4 separate regions of the Mus musculus genome follow, and regions 2, 3 and 4 are each linked to region 1. Evidence: chromatin contacts called from public HiChIP or PLAC-seq and promoter capture Hi-C data. All regions are on one chromosome and are shown on one strand. Each heading gives the region's core, a stretch centred on a gene start, on an enhancer-like site or on the middle of the called end of the contact. The rest is flanking DNA. Distances are from core to core; before and after follow the strand shown. Region 1 holds the start of Klf6 (Kruppel-like factor 6). Region 2 holds the start of Gdi2 (guanosine diphosphate (GDP) dissociation inhibitor 2). Region 3 holds the start of Tasor2 (transcription activation suppressor family member 2). Region 4 holds the start of Asb13 (ankyrin repeat and SOCS box-containing 13).

Region 1 (3,641 bases), core at 982-3,481:
TTTGAAATTCTGACCTGCAGCCAAATAAGGACCCGGCTCAAATATACATGCAGTGTGCCATAACAGGGTGCCCCTTCCCAGCCCTGCCACCAACCTTTCAAGGAGCTACACACTGCAGAGATCAGCAATCCCCTCTCCCCACCATCTCAAACTTTCTAGCCACTGGAAAAGAAAAACGGTAGGAAAGATTTTAGGATTCAATTATGTAGGCCCTGATTTTTCACTAGCTTTGCCTGCATGCCCATATAAGGCCGTCTGTGCCTCTGTGTATTCTATTCTACAGACAGAAATTTCGGCACTAAACTGCAACAAAAAAATGTTATCAGGGTACAGACCATCTTGAGCACAGGCTACCAGCAAAAGGGCTAAAGCTTACTAAACAATGTGCCTTCTATCACAGTATACACATCCTAAGTCCCGGCCTCACACAGCAAGCACAAGCAAGCTAAGGAAGAGGGGGTGCCTGTTTTCCATTTCCCCCCAAAATTCGATGTCTGTTACAGTGTGTACAGTATTAGGAATCGAAGCGGCGATACCTATTATTGATGTTCCAAAGAAATGGCGAAGACATTTATGAAGATCTTGTTAAACTTTAATCAACTGGCTAATTTAAAATCGCCAGTATGCTGATGAGCAGTGGGGACCTGATCGAAGCTCTCTGGGAGTTTAAAAGGCTCTGAAGGGGACCAGGAGCCAAGTCTGGCTAGTTGCCCAAATCCCAAATGCCTAAAGGAAACTACTAAGATCAATTTCAATCACGTCCCAGGGAGCAGCTTCTTTGAGGAGGAAAAATGGAGAGGGGGAGAGAAAGGCAGAGAGGATTGTGAACAATTAAGCCGGCATGGGGAGGTTTCAGCCAACACTTCGCTTTTCCTGGGTTTTAAAGCCTGGGAGGTTGTGAAACCGACGGAATTTATTTGATCTGCTAATTCACTTGGAGGAAAAAAAATACCCAGAAGGGTAGAGAGACGGCCACAGAATCATCGTTTTTAAAGACAATGGTGAAAGTGTTTGAGAATATTTTTGCCACTCACAGAATCCTATGACTTAGAAGGGGTAGGGGGTGTTTCTTTTATTCCGGTTGCCCCAAATTCTAGTTCCACTAAAATGCCGGAATTAGAGATTTTTCTTGCCCAAAGTAAGACCCGAAGCAACTAGGAATGGACTCATTGTCATATGACTGACAAGTCACTTGTGTGCAAACAGCACCCCCACACACACACACCCGCCGCGCAGTCAACAAGAAAAGCAGGTAAGAAAAACAAGGCAGGCATACGTGAATGATAAGAAATTATCCAGACGGAAAAGAAACTGCAAATGGCCTTGAATTCAAAAAGAACTACTGCGTTCCGCAAGCAAAATGTTAAGACTTTTAAATTTGGGACATACAAATATCAAAACAAAACCAAAATCCTTAAATCAAATCTTTTGGTAGTCAAGGCAAGCTCGTTCGTATGACAGGGTCCAGCTGTGGAGTTTGGAGCTGGTACAAACCCCAAACTTGTGCCAAGGGCTCAGGTCTGGATCGGTCAGAATAATTTGGGGTCCCCCCCCCCAGGTGTATGCTGCTCGTAAGCTCGGAATTAGCAAAACACGAAAAAAAAATGAAGAAATAAAAACGTAGTGGGAAGGAGAGCTCGCCTTCACACAAATGACAACTCTACTCCTCGCTCCCGAAGGCTCGCTCTACAGTGCCTTCATCATTCCAGGCAGCAGAAGGACATCTTAAGATCATTACTTTATATTTTTAATTAGGCAAATGCTAATCATCATTAAAAAGATGCACTTCCAAGCACACACCATCTTGCCTGCTCCTCCGCGCGACTCCCTCCTCGGCGTACCGGGCAGGTGAAAAAAAAAAAAAAATCCGTATTTACCTGTTGCCAATATTCCTCCAGGGACGGCAGAGCCGAGAAGTAGCCCGTTTCGTGCACAATCTGTAGTTCCTGGAAGATGCTACACATTGGGAGCACATCCATGTCGGGTTGGAAAAGACAGTCCTCGCTGTCGGGAAAACAGGGAGGTGAACGATCAGGAGTCCGAGCAGAAACTGTTCCCGGGAGCGCAGGTGAAAGTTTCATGCAAACTGGATGGCGCTGCAATCGGACGCCGGGTCCGGACCCTCCCGCAGCCCGCAGCGCGCCGAGCCCACGCAATATTTGCAAACAGCGGACTGACTGCAAGCGTAACCCCTGCAAAACTTCCCTATTCAAAGCTCCGCTGCCAGCCTCCCCCCTCCTCCCCCGCTTGGCTCCCCCCTTCTCCCCCCACGTGACCAGCTTGGAGCTCCGCCCCCCACGGTACCCAATCCTGCCGCTCCTGTACCCGGGGCTGCGCGACGATGATGTCAGCTCGCACCAATCGCCGGTGCGGACACACAGCGGCCCCGCCTGGCGTGACCGAGCCTCTTCATTAAAGGCCTCCTTATTGGTGCAATTCGAACTCGGCCTGCGCTGATTGGAAAGACGTCTCACAGGCTATTTTTAGCAGGGTATATAAGGCGAGGGCTACGGCGCACCGAAGGAGTCGGCGCTGGGAGGTGTACAGCCCAACGTTGCAGAAGTGCGGCCGGAGCGGCCGGAGCTGGGGGAGCCTAGCCGGGCAACCGGGCACCTGTCCCCGCCGCCCGGCTGCCCGGTTGCACCTTCTGATCCGGTCACACGGACCGGCACCCCCCAAAAAGACCAAAGATAGCAGACATATTCCCGATCCCCCTCATTTCCTCCCGCTGGGTTCCCGTGTTCCCGGATCCTTCCCTGACCCTCCATTCTCCTTGGTCCCTTGATTTCTCTCTTTGTTCGGAGTCCCCTCCATACTCAGAGATGCAGAGGTGCCCCGGGGTGGGCGCAAACGTGCCCGCAGGTTTCCCTGTGGCGATGGGACAATAAGACCGAACAGCAGGGGGACTTGGTACTCCAGAGTCACTGTGTGGTAGTTTCTGTCTAGGACGGAGGATGACAGGAGCCTGAGACCAAAATACCCCCACTTCTTACGCAGGCAGAGAGGGGGAAACGGTAGAGCATCTCAAAAGCCCCCTACCTGACCAGTGTGTCAAAAACACTCAGTTCTCAGGAATGAATTTTACCCACTCAAAAGTTGAAAATGCAGCTTTTAAGATCGCATCCGTGACCTGGCGCCATGGCCACACTGTACTTGGAGACCTGGACATTCACAGCTTAAAACTCCCCTTTTTCTTGTTGCACAGTTTTAATTCAAAGAAGATGCAGATTTTGCTGCTAATGGGGTTTAAATCTGTTTATCTCGTAGAAGGCAGTCTCGGAGATGTCTCACCAAGGTTAACAGGCTTTCCCATGGATGTGTAAACAATTCAAATTAGGTTGAAGATGACAATTTTTTTCATACAAATTATCTACCAAAGCACACCATGATATCTAAAAAAAAAAAAAAAAAAAACGAGCGACTAAAATTTTTGAATAAAAATCCAATTATAACAACTTCGAATATAATTTTTAATGAATAGTATCCTTTTAAAAGTTGTCAAGTACGTAAAATAAGCTGAGGGGAGTTTTTCTGTTTAATTTACGAAGTCTAGAAGAGAAGCATGTGCCAGAACCATAGGCTTGTCAGGTTTGTAGGCCTATGTATGGGGGCGAAGATGGGAAAAGTTATCTCACGTGCCT
Region 2 (3,641 bases), core at 745-3,244, 2.3 Mb after region 1:
AATTCAGTCATTCATTCAAAGTTAAGTAGATGGCCTTGTAGGTGAGCAATGATGTCTATCTCCAGTCTACTCTCTGGGCAGTCACATGTTACTGAGCCTTGAGCAGAACATCTTGGCCTTGCCTTTCATCCCAACACCCAGAAGGCAGGGATAGGCAGAGCTCTGCATTCCTGGACAACCAGAGCTACAAGGTGAGAACTTGTCAGAATTCAATAATCTCTTCTAGCAATCATTCATCACTTCAAAGAGAAAAATAAGCTTTTCCTAAAAGTATTAAAAGAAAAAAAGTAGAATAAAAAATCTTGAAGGTTTTCTCTAAAACAGTTATTTCCGAGTATTTTATCTTAAAGATATTAATTTGATTCTAAGAAATGCCAATGCAAGCTGGGCGGTGGTGGAGGCAGAGACAGGCGAATTTCTGAGTTCGAGGCCAGCCTGGTCTACAAAGTGAGTTCCAGGACAGCCAGGGCTACTTAGAGAAACCCTGTCTCGAGGAAAAAAAAAAAAAAGAAAGAAAGAAATGCCAATGCATTTCAACAAAGTCGAAAGCCGTGGGGCTCTTATTAAATGACTTGGACATTTGATGGATAGACATATGGGATCCATACATCAATGTTCCAGATGAAGTAATTTACCCATAATTTCACATTCAATACCCCCCCCACACACACACACCGCAATTGATATTCAAAATGGTCGGTTCTCTTCCCAACTCCTTTTTGCAAAAGATCAGCCCTTTTGTCACAGTGGGGGGCCGGGGGGAAAGCACAAAGTATAAAAACCTGTCTATATTTTTCCCATATTTAAGCAGATAGATACTGACGAAAACGTACTGGAGCATTAGGGACCGCCTTACATTTACATACCAGTACATTCACACTGCGCATTTATTTTCTAACCTCCCAGAAGTGTAACAAGTACAGAGAACTTAGCCTCCCCCTTCTCAAGAAACTGTGGCGGCACGCAATAAACCAAACAAAAGGGAAGCACGGGCCGGACGTGAAAAGTATTTAACAGACAAGTTTTGAGAAAATTCATTTCCCATTTCAAGCGAGTGGATGAGAGGGCAGTGAAGCAATTAGAAAAAGGGTGTTTGTTTTTTTCCTAAAGAAACTCGTTTCATGATTTTCTCTAGAAACTTAAGTTGGCCAAACTCTAGGACAAATTATCGATCAGCGATCATCCTTCTGTTTGGCTTTCTGCGCCCTGAGACTAGCTGAGTAAGCTGCTGCTGCTGCTGCTGCTGCTGCTACTCGCCACTTACATAGGAAGTGCAGGCGCCAGCAGCGACTCCCTCCCGCTCGGTCCAGGGCTTGCCTGCTTCCAAGCGGGAGAGGTCATTCACCCAAAGGGGAAGTGCAAGGAGCACAAGCTGTTTTCCCGGTCCTCTTCCTTCCTGCAGGAGGACGAGGCTGTCTCTCTCCGGCTGCTGGGCGGTTCTGCCCTCAACTTCCCAATGGGCAGGCTTCCCACGGACACGTCCCGGCTTCCACATCCTGGTTTTCCCTAACACACTACCGACGCCTTCAAATCACTGCATCCCAACAAGCCACGACCTCCCTATCCCAGACTCAACGCGGGCGAGTGGGGACGGCCCCCAAGGGGGCGCAGACACCGGCAGTTCGGGCGCGGGCGAGGCTCGTGCACACCGATGGGACCCGCCCTCGCCCCCGGGCCCGGCGGAGGCCGGCCGGCCGCGTCTCCCCGCAGCCCGCCGCAGCTCACCGTCAGGCCGGTGCCCAGCACGATCACGTCGTATTCCTCATTCATGGCGGGGAAAGGAGCGCACGCGGGGGCTCGGAGGCCGCCGTAGAGAAGGGAGCGAGAAGTCCGGCCGCTCTGGGCCCCGGGGGTCGGGGGGAAAGGGAAAAAGCGAGGAGAGGAAAAACGGAGCTGAGGAGGAGGAGAGGCCGGCCGCCACCTCAACGGGAAGAGAAGAGCAGGGAGGGGAGGGAGGGGAGGCGGGGAGAGCGCGGGGTGAGGAGAGCGAGCTCCGGCGCCGGGGCGGGGCGTGCGAGAGGCCGACGGCGCCGTCAGTCAAGGGGATCCTGCTCTCTCATTGGTGAATTTCCTTAACCCCACCTCTCCCCCCCTCGTTCCCCTCTCGCGAGAGAAGGGCGGACTGCTGCCATCTTGGCTTCCGGTTTTGCGCTTTTTTTTTTTTTTTTTTTTTAAATTTCACCCGTCTTGTGCTCCTGTGGTATGGGCGGCGACATGCGAAGCTGAGGGTCTAGTTGAATAGGAGGAACAAGGCGGAAACTGCAGCTGGGCTACCACGTGCCTGACTCTCGCGCCAAGGTGTGAGATGGAGCACGGTTGTTTAGGCTTCGGGCCACGGAGCCCAAGCTCCGCCCTTGGGACTTTGAGAGGTGTACGTGCATCGCCCTGGCCGAGCGGGGCCAAGTCGTGAGGACGCCAGCCTCTCCGAAGGTTGGCAGCCTCGTTGCCTCTGCAGCTTGGCTCCTGGCCCTGCCCCTGCCCCTGCCCGCGCGGGGCTGGGAAGACCTCAGGATTCTGTGTGCCCTGCTTTAAACTTGTATGGTTCTGTTCGAACAAATAAATGTGTTCTAAACTGGTATCCATGCTTTAGGTAAAATGTGGTCCAGAATGGCTTTCCTATATAATGCTCCGCATTCTAGCTTGTGATGCAAAGCAGGTTATAAATTTAAGAGTTGATAACCCTGGTACCCAAGCAACTGGGCTTCAACTAGTCTCTCAGGCTGAAGGCTGCCAAAATGTGCTTATAAAGGCAAATGCTGAATTGCACTATATTTTGTATGTTTGCTGTGTTTCAGCCTCTACATGCAATTACCACACTAGAGGTGGGGCTTCTGAACCATCTTTGGTGTGCTGCCTGGTTCTGGATCCTGATCCTTGTTAAAACTTTGTTGAATCTAATTAATTTCAGAGTTGTTTTGTTTTGTTTGGACAACAGAATTGTCAGGGTGCAAAGTAGACCTTCCAGTAACCCTCAGGACCATTAAAGCAACATTTGCAGGCCCCTTGGACATCAAGCTCCACTGGCTTTGAACTAGCTGTGCTGTGCCTCGGCCCTTAGCACACACCTTTAATCTTGCTGGAATACAGGCACACCCTAAGTGCACACCTTTGATTCCAAAGGTAAAACTAGTTTATTAGAAGGAAGCACCCATGTTTAACAGTGATGTCTAATTGAGTGGCTTGACTGAATCAGAGAAAGGTTTGCCAGGTTATACCCAGCTCTCAAAAGAGAGAGGGAAGGGAAGCTATTTAAGAGGCAGTACAGAAGAGGAGGAGGAAGCAGTTTTACTGTGACAGTTATAAAGGGACAGGTTGCAGAGAGGACAAATTAGACACAAGTAAAGACAGAATGAGTCAAAGAAGAGGCGAAAAACCAAAACAGATTGCTATAGTTAAAGGTCAAGCAGAGCAATTCGGAAGAAGCAGAGAGGAGCCAGATTGAATCAGTCAGCTTGGAGAGGAGTTTGAACCAGAACAGCTGAGTTGAACCATCCAGCCAGAGTTCAGAAAGAACTAGAAAGGGTGAGTTTATTCAGCAGTAAGTCTCAGAGGCTGAAAACATTCTAGGGCTACATTAGATTGTATGGAGGCTGGAAGCTTCTGCGACTAGGCCTACATTGGCAGAAAGGAGCAGTAAGTCT
Region 3 (3,641 bases), core at 502-3,001, 2.3 Mb after region 1:
CCTGTGCCAGTTCTTACTGAAATCTTGAACACATTTTCACAGATGGGGTGCTTTCCACTTGTTTTCCATTCTGCTCATAAAGCTCCACCTCCAAGGTTCACTTTCATCTTTGGATTTTGACTTTTTAAACATCCCATTTTTTTGTTAAATCTTTGGTGTTTTCCTTCTGTTTTGTGTTTTTCCTTTTGTCTTCCACCTCCAACTTCATTTACTAGCATTTCATTCATTTTCGCACCATGTTATTACCTGAAATAACTGTGGTAGCTTATAATTTAATTCACCTTTACAATGAACTCAGATATGAGTAGCGTCTGTCTTTACCTTGCTGGTGACCATAATTTTTAGTTAATTATTATTTTTTTTAATTTATTTTCTTATTAGGTATTTTCCTTGTTTACATTTTCAATGATATCCCAAAAGTCCCCCATACCCACCCCTATTATTATTTTTTAAAAGATTTATTTATTATATGTAAGTACACTGTAGCTATCTTCAGACACCCCAAAAGAGGGCATCAGATCTCATTACAGATGGTTGTCATCATGTGGTTGCTGGGATTTGAACTTATGACCTTCGGAAGAGCAGTCGTGCTCTTAACCACTGAGCCATCTCTCTAGCCCTTATTATTATTATTATTATTATATGTTTTAAGTACACTGTAGCTGTCTTCAGATGCACCAGAAGAGGACATCAGATCTCATTACAGATGGTTGTGAGCCACCATGTGGTTGCTGGGTTTGAACTCAGGACCTTCAGAAGAACAGTCGGTGCTTTTAACTGCTGAGCCATCTCTCCAATCCCAGTTTTTAATATGGAACTAGCCACAAGTATACTCGCCCACTGAATGACTAAATCTCATCGTAACAAAATTTCAACCGTGGCACAAGGTCCTTGGTACTGCTTAATTTCTCTCAGCGGTTCTTATCTATAGAAAGGATAGACTTGAATTGTTACTTATAGTCACCTCAACACTCATATAAATAATAAATTTCAAGTTCGTCTGGAGAACTCCCACAATGAACTTAAGTTTTGTATGGATTTAACATTCCGCAAAATCAAACAGCAGTGAGATGTGGCACTTGGGTTAGATCAACCAGCATCACCAGAGTCACTGAAGATGACCTTCAGTTTATAGCTAGTTAACTGTCTTTACTCCTGCCAGCTAGGACTATACTCAGGTTTTCGGACGAAGTGTAGCCCTGAGCATTTACACCTTCCTTACACCAAGGGGCTTTTAAAGGCAAAACTACATCCTGGATCGCACTCAGGAGCTGCAGGAGGAGGTGTAGACCAGCAAGCAGTTTGACAGAAAGTAAGTTAGCTGTGACATCTTCGCTTCCAGTCAAGAACATCTGGGTAATTTTTCATCAAGAAAATCATTTTTAGTTAAACCTAAAATGGCCTCAGCAAGGAGACAAGATGGAAGCGTCTCTGTACTATCTTGCCCTGTCCCATTACAGCACCTGGTACAGAAAAAGCCAGAAAAGCGGCCATGAGTAACCCACAATACACTAGAAGAGGTTCCGACTGAGGAGCCTCATTTCCTGTGCACGCCTTCTAGATCCCGCCGCCTACATCTCGCGAGAAGCCAAGGAAGGCTGGGTCGTCCAATCCGGAGCTAGCTTTGCCCTCCCCCCCCTGCGCCTGCGCCTACTGGAAAAGCAGGAGCAACGTGGATGCTGGCGGCGGTCGCGCCTGCGCGTCGCTGTGCTCCTTGTGATTGGCCTTGGCGAGGCGAGCACGGCGCTTTAGTTTTCACTTTCTGTCTTCGGAGCCTGCTCTCTTTCTCCGTGCGCACGAGGTTTCACTTCCGGTCGCTGGTTCCCCGGGGGCTGGAGAGCGGACGCCTTCCCCGCGCCTGGCTTGTTTCGGAAGCGGCTTCTCGCTTGTGAGGCTGAGTGAGGGGACCGGGGCTAGCGCGCGCCCGGGACACCCGGGCTCGTGAGGCGAGGTCGGGAGACGCGGCGGAGCGAGGGGTCAGGAGGAGAAAGGGACGGGCTGGAAAAGCATGAGGAGGACACCGAGTGGTGAGCTCGTCTCTTCAGGGAAGGCGGCCGCGCCGGCGACAGGTAACGCTCCTTCCCTCAGGTGTTGGGGCGTCCGGGGCGAGGACCCCCGTGGGGAAGCAAGAGCGTGGCTGGCTCGCGGGGCGCGTACTGGTGGGCGGGCAGGGCGGCGCGGGGGGCCACTGGGCAGACGCCTCGGTCGCCCGGGATGCGGGACCCTCCCAACCCCCGCTCCTCCGCTCAGCTCCGCCTTGCAGAAGCTAAGGTTAGACGGGGTTTCCACCGAGCCCGTGGCGGTCGTCCGGATGGGTGTCTGCGTTCCGAGGCGGAAAGCCCGGCGCGGTTTGTTTTGTGACACCGGTCACAGAGCAGCTCCATCCCCCCAAGGGATGGATGGGATCCTTCTGCACTGAAGTTTTCCCTTGCCTGGGGTTGGCCTAGCTCATCCCCCTGAGGGGTTTTGGGGAAACCCTCAGGTCGGAGTTCGGGGTTCTGTAGAATCTATGGCAACGCACGGCATGGTTTAACTTCTTTATTACGTATAAGTGGGCCTGCCCATATGGAAGACAGCAGCCGACGGCTGCAGCAGCGGTGAAGGGATCTGCCAGTACGCTGGCCCCGAGGTTGGTTAGAGGGGAGCACCAACCGGCACTTGGTAGGAAACCGTGGCTTAACTTTCAAAACTGGAGCTATTTCGGAAGATCTCGAGTCTCCCTTAATCTCCGTTTACCAGTTTGACGCGCCTCTTGTTAAGCTCCTCCCCCCTGTATTCTTTCTGAAGGGAAACTTAGAACTGGGAAGCGAATGAAAGTCTTTCCTAAATCTCTATAATAAACAACCTGAGGACTCAACAGTGTTTCCCCTTAGAAGAGCAAAAGGAAGGCGGGGTGAATATGTCATAGTATAGAATCTGAGATTGTTGGAAATCCTACCGAAGAGGTTTAGGACAAAGCACATATACCTGATAGTGTAAGCGAATACCTCCCGTATTGGGAAATTGTTTGGTAAAGGGTAGCTCCAGTGTTACCAGTGTATATCAATACCTAGCGAGCCCAAGTTAGAAAAAAAAAAAACACGAATATTTGTCAATAATTAGTTTTAAAGAAGATGATGTTTGAGTGTGTTGCCAATTTGTTTCCTACTTTTTTTTTTTTAAATAAGAAAGATAAATGGCATCTCTCTGGTTCAAACATTTAAGTAAATTGAAATTTGAAAACTGCCAGGAAACTTGCCTGATACTACTTGTTACCTGTAGCATATCTGATTAGCACAAATATTATTGGATATGTTTATCCTTTGTGTCTTGTCAGTGGACATTTTTAAGATTTTCTTCTTTACAGAGCTGTGTTTTTCCCCTGCAGCTATTGTAAGCAGGGTTTAGGTGATGATAACTGTAGAATTAAATTCTTATGATAATTCTAGACACACTGTTAAATGCCTTGGGATGATTTTATTTTTTTAATGTTCATTCCCCTTAGGTATGGTTTTTATTACTCTGCTACTGGATGGTAGCACTGTTTTCTAAACATCTTAACCCATCCAATAATAGGGGGAAATTTTTTAAACTTTTTTTTTTTTGAATTATTTATTTTATGTATGTGAGTACACTGTAGCTGTCTTCAGACCAGAAGAGGG
Region 4 (3,641 bases), core at 811-3,310, 2.2 Mb after region 1:
CTTGGTATACAAAGTGAGTTCCAGGACAGCCAGGGCTACACAGAGAAACCCTGTCTCGAGGAAAAAAAAAAAAAAAAAAAGACCTCATGAAATCGAGAGAAAATTACATAAGCAAATGAAAGTAATCTAAAAGTGCTATACATAAATATTCTGGTTACCATTCAGCAGGAATATAATATTAGAAGTCAGAATATTACAGTTAAAGTTCCCTGTGGTGGGTTCCACTTTTACTGGAACAGTGGTACTGTTTTGGATCCAGCACCTTCAGTTTAAGCCAGAAATACAAATACCAGCAGGGCACATTTTTGGGGACACATATTAAATTTTTTAAATTACAGTGTCAAAAATAGCCAAGAACCCTAACACCCGCTAATCAAGAATATGATTTTCATTGGGCAGTGATGGCGCATGCCTTTAATCCCAGCACTCGGGAGGCAGAGGCAGGCGAATTTATGAGTTCGAGGCCAGCCTGGTCTACAGAGTGAGTTCCAGGACAGCCAGGGCTACACAGAGAAACCCCGTCTAGGAAAAAAAAAAAAAAGATTTCTCCACAAGCTATGCAGAAAATATACTTGGGAGTGGTGTTTTTAAAAAATATTTAGAGAAAATATTGTGACATATAGCCTAGGTTGGCCTAGAACTCACAGCCCCACTGTCTCTACTTTCTGAGGGTTAGGATTACAGGTAAGAGCCCTCATGCCAGGCTCTGATGCCAGACTAACCCCTATCTGAACAAAAAAATGTATGCTTAGTAGGCTTCTGTGGTTAGCCATCCACTGCCTAGTCACACGAATCAAATAGTGACCACGCTATCAGGGTCAAAGTCTTGTGCCAGCCAAGGGTGCCAAGAAAAACAGGTGCTTATTAAAGAGGCTTTGATTGTTCTGAAGGAGTTTGTTTTGAAGAAATCAATTAAAAGATCTATCTACCTTGTTATGATTGTAATTACAATCATAATAAATTGCAGCTAAATTAACTCGATTTTCTTTACATTACTTTTTTTTTTTGGTTTTTGAGACAGAGTTTCTCTGGGTAGCCCTGGCTGTCCTGGAACACACTTTGTAGACCAGGCTGTCCTCGAACTCAGAAATCCTCCTGCCTCTGCCTCCCATGTGCTGGGATTAAAGGCGTGCGCCATCATGCCCGGCTTACATTACTTTTTTTTTAACTCACATAAAGGAACATTTTGGCTTTCTTTCTTCTATTTATTTTCAAGCTATTGAAGCACAATGTCATTGTCCTTTCTATTTACCATATTATTATTTTGTAAACAAGAAAAAAAATGTACTTCTCCAAAGAATGCTCCTTTGCCTTCAAATTCATTTTATGGATTAAAACAGCCCAAAGGTACAGAGGACACTTCTTCAGCACCAGGTATGTCCCAGTGTTGGGCCATGACCTCATTCTGGAGCAGACTCCCTGGTTGCAGCTGCTGCAACCTACAGGGTATGTGTAGGATGCTTTAAGCCCCGCAAGCAATTCACTGCACCAAACGTGGTGCAGTGACCGCAGTAGGCTCCGGATGAGGCTGCCAACCAGTGTACACTTTCCAGACTCTGCGGGTGAATTGGGCAACGACCCCGCATGCTCCCCAAAGTGTGCGGTGCTCTGGTAGACTGGCGGTTCTGAATCCCATACCTGGTGCATCACAGAGAAGACCAGCTGCACAGTGCACCGGCTAGAAACAGGGCGACAGACATTAAACGTCGGTCTGAGATGACCAGGATCGTCCGGGCCCTACTCGAATCACTACACCCCACCCCAACGCCTCTGACCACCAACTTGGAACGGCGCGCGATGCCCATCTCTGGGACAAAGGCCACCCATGAGCTTGCTCTGTCCCCAAGTGCTGATCTCCTGGTCCTGACTCCAGCCCCGGTGTGGTGTCCTTGGCGGTTGCGGCGCGAAACACGTACCCACATCTCCCAGGAAGCAGCCGTCCCCGGCGCGCGGCTCCATGCTGCTCGCCCGCTGGGCTCCCCTGTCTACCGGCCTTGTGACTCAGAGCTCTGGGACCTGAGCCGGGACCTAAACCGAGACCTACCCCGGAGCGCAGGCCGCTGGGCGGGGCCTGATTGCTACCATGGCCACCGCTGGGAGTTGTAGTTTCTGTATCCGCCGCGTGCCACCTGAGCGTCCCCACTCCGCTGTCACTGCTGAAGGGTGACATGCAAATCAGAAGAGTGCAAAATATGTGTCCGTGTTGACACCAGTGAATATACGTCCATTAACAACTCCTGTGTTTGGCAGAAAAGCTTAAATCCCGGTGTCCTAGCTAAAAGATACGTTCGTATGCAAAATGTTTAGCTCCTCAAACGCGTGCCCATGTGCAAAAAGTGTTTAGCTGCCAAAACTGGCCTTCTGTGGTTTACACTGATCCCGCTGAGCAAAGTATTCAGTCTCTTCATGCCTGAAACTTTGAAGAAAACGTTTTCACTGAAGATGGTGATCAAAATGCCTAACTTCTTTCTTTCTTTCCTCTCTCTCTCTCTCTCTCTCTCTCTCTCTCTCTCTCTCCCTCCCTTCCTCTCTCCCTCCCTCTCTTTCTTTCTTTCAAAATAAATCTTAACTTTCAAATAGCTGGTATTCATTGAAGAAAACCACGTTTCTTGGTGAATGGTTTTAATCAGGTGTTTCACTAACCAGTTTAGCAGAAGGAGTTGGAGCTCTATGAGCAACCTAGCAGAAAGGAGAAACCAGTCTTCCCAGGGGGTTCCAGGTCAACCAAAAACGTGAGATACTTGGGAGACACTCTCATCTTGACCAGTACAGAGGCTCACGGAGGAAATACAACGTGACTTGAACATGATAACATCAGAATCACTGGAAATAGCACTAGAAGTCATCCTTTGAGGTAAGGATGCTTGGATGGCCGGAAACTTCATCTGCACCTTGGACCACAGGTTTAGGAGACCTTGAATGGTATCTGTTGGGAACCCGAACTTCTGGAATAAACCTTGGAATAAAATTCCAAATCTTTTAGTAAAAGGATCTGTATCTATTTGGCCATTTGTTTATCAAATTTTGGCTCTTGTGGTTTTGTTTTTGTTTGTTTTGTTTTGCAGGGGCATTTGTTTTGGTTTTGCTTTGTTTGATGTATATGTGAGTGTATGTGACTACATGTGTGTTTGCAGGTCAGAGGATACAGTCCGTGTTAGTCCTTGAGGACCTTCTGATTTGTTTGAGACGGGGTCTCCTATTCACCGCTGCACCTGGCAGGCCTGTGGGCTCTCAGAGAGCCGTCCACTTCCTCCTCCCATCACGGTGCAAGACTGCTGGAATTATGAATGACAGCTTACATTGCCCAGTTTTTCTTGAGCTCTGAGAATCCAAGCTCTGGTCCTGTCAGATGGCTCAGCAAGCCCACGACCGAGCCATCTCTCAGGTCTTGCACATGCTTCTTTGCAAGTTTTCTACGTTTTTAGGCAGATAAAAATAGGCTTCATTTTCACACATTTGCAGTGAGATTCTGTGATTCGGTATTCCTTCTTGTCTGTGTGGTAGGTCTGCATGTTTGTATTTTCTTCAGCATTTCTTTCCTGACACGGATTCTGCAAATGTGAATATAGGCTATATCGAACACATATGAATATATACATGTATATTGTACATGTGTTATATAAATGTTTGTTATAGGTTTC

The links. Promoter capture Hi-C pulls out the DNA fragments that hold promoters and counts their contacts. HiChIP or PLAC-seq counts read pairs in DNA pulled down with a chosen protein or histone mark.
Region 2: a contact with region 1 is called in an H3K27ac HiChIP or PLAC-seq map of embryonic stem cells, with 6 times the contacts expected there. The contact joins the promoter of Gdi2 here to the promoter of Klf6 in region 1. A contact is called at or near these places in 1 of 39 promoter capture datasets (pre-B cells), 3 of 484 Hi-C or Micro-C datasets (B cells, CD4 T cells and rod photoreceptor), 5 of 115 datasets of contacts at active chromatin or transcription factors (astrocytes, embryonic stem cells, large pre-B cells and 1 more) and 1 of 9 other capture datasets (adipose tissue).
Region 3: a promoter capture Hi-C map of pre-B cells shows a contact between it and region 1, with 6 times the contacts expected there. The contact joins the promoter of Tasor2 here to the promoter of Klf6 in region 1. A contact is called at or near these places in 3 of 39 promoter capture datasets (the C10 cell line, embryonic stem cells and pre-B cells).
Region 4: a promoter capture Hi-C map of pre-B cells shows a contact between it and region 1, with 6 times the contacts expected there. The contact joins the promoter of Asb13 here to the promoter of Klf6 in region 1. A contact is called at or near these places in 2 of 39 promoter capture datasets (liver and pre-B cells), 1 of 484 Hi-C or Micro-C datasets (CD8 T cells) and 2 of 115 datasets of contacts at active chromatin or transcription factors (large pre-B cells and thymic regulatory T cells).

What each region holds. Positions count from the first base shown.
Region 1 is chr13:5,860,079-5,863,719 of GRCm38.p6, reverse strand. Klf6 (Kruppel-like factor 6) reads right to left here and starts at 2,231. Exons shown (of 4, transcript NM_011803.2): 1 at 1,878-2,231. The coding sequence starts at 2,081.
Region 2 is chr13:3,536,428-3,540,068 of GRCm38.p6, reverse strand. Gdi2 (guanosine diphosphate (GDP) dissociation inhibitor 2) reads right to left here and starts at 1,994. Exons shown (of 11, transcript NM_008112.4): 1 at 1,726-1,994. The coding sequence starts at 1,770.
Region 3 is chr13:3,609,218-3,612,858 of GRCm38.p6, reverse strand. It overlaps Tasor2 (transcription activation suppressor family member 2), which reads left to right and starts at 1,751. Exons shown (of 20, transcript NM_134063.3): 1 at 1,751-2,069. It also overlaps the pseudogene Gm20277.
Region 4 is chr13:3,632,451-3,636,091 of GRCm38.p6, reverse strand. It overlaps Asb13 (ankyrin repeat and SOCS box-containing 13), which reads right to left and starts at 2,060. Exons shown (of 6, transcript NM_178283.4): 1 at 1,917-2,060. The coding sequence starts at 1,959.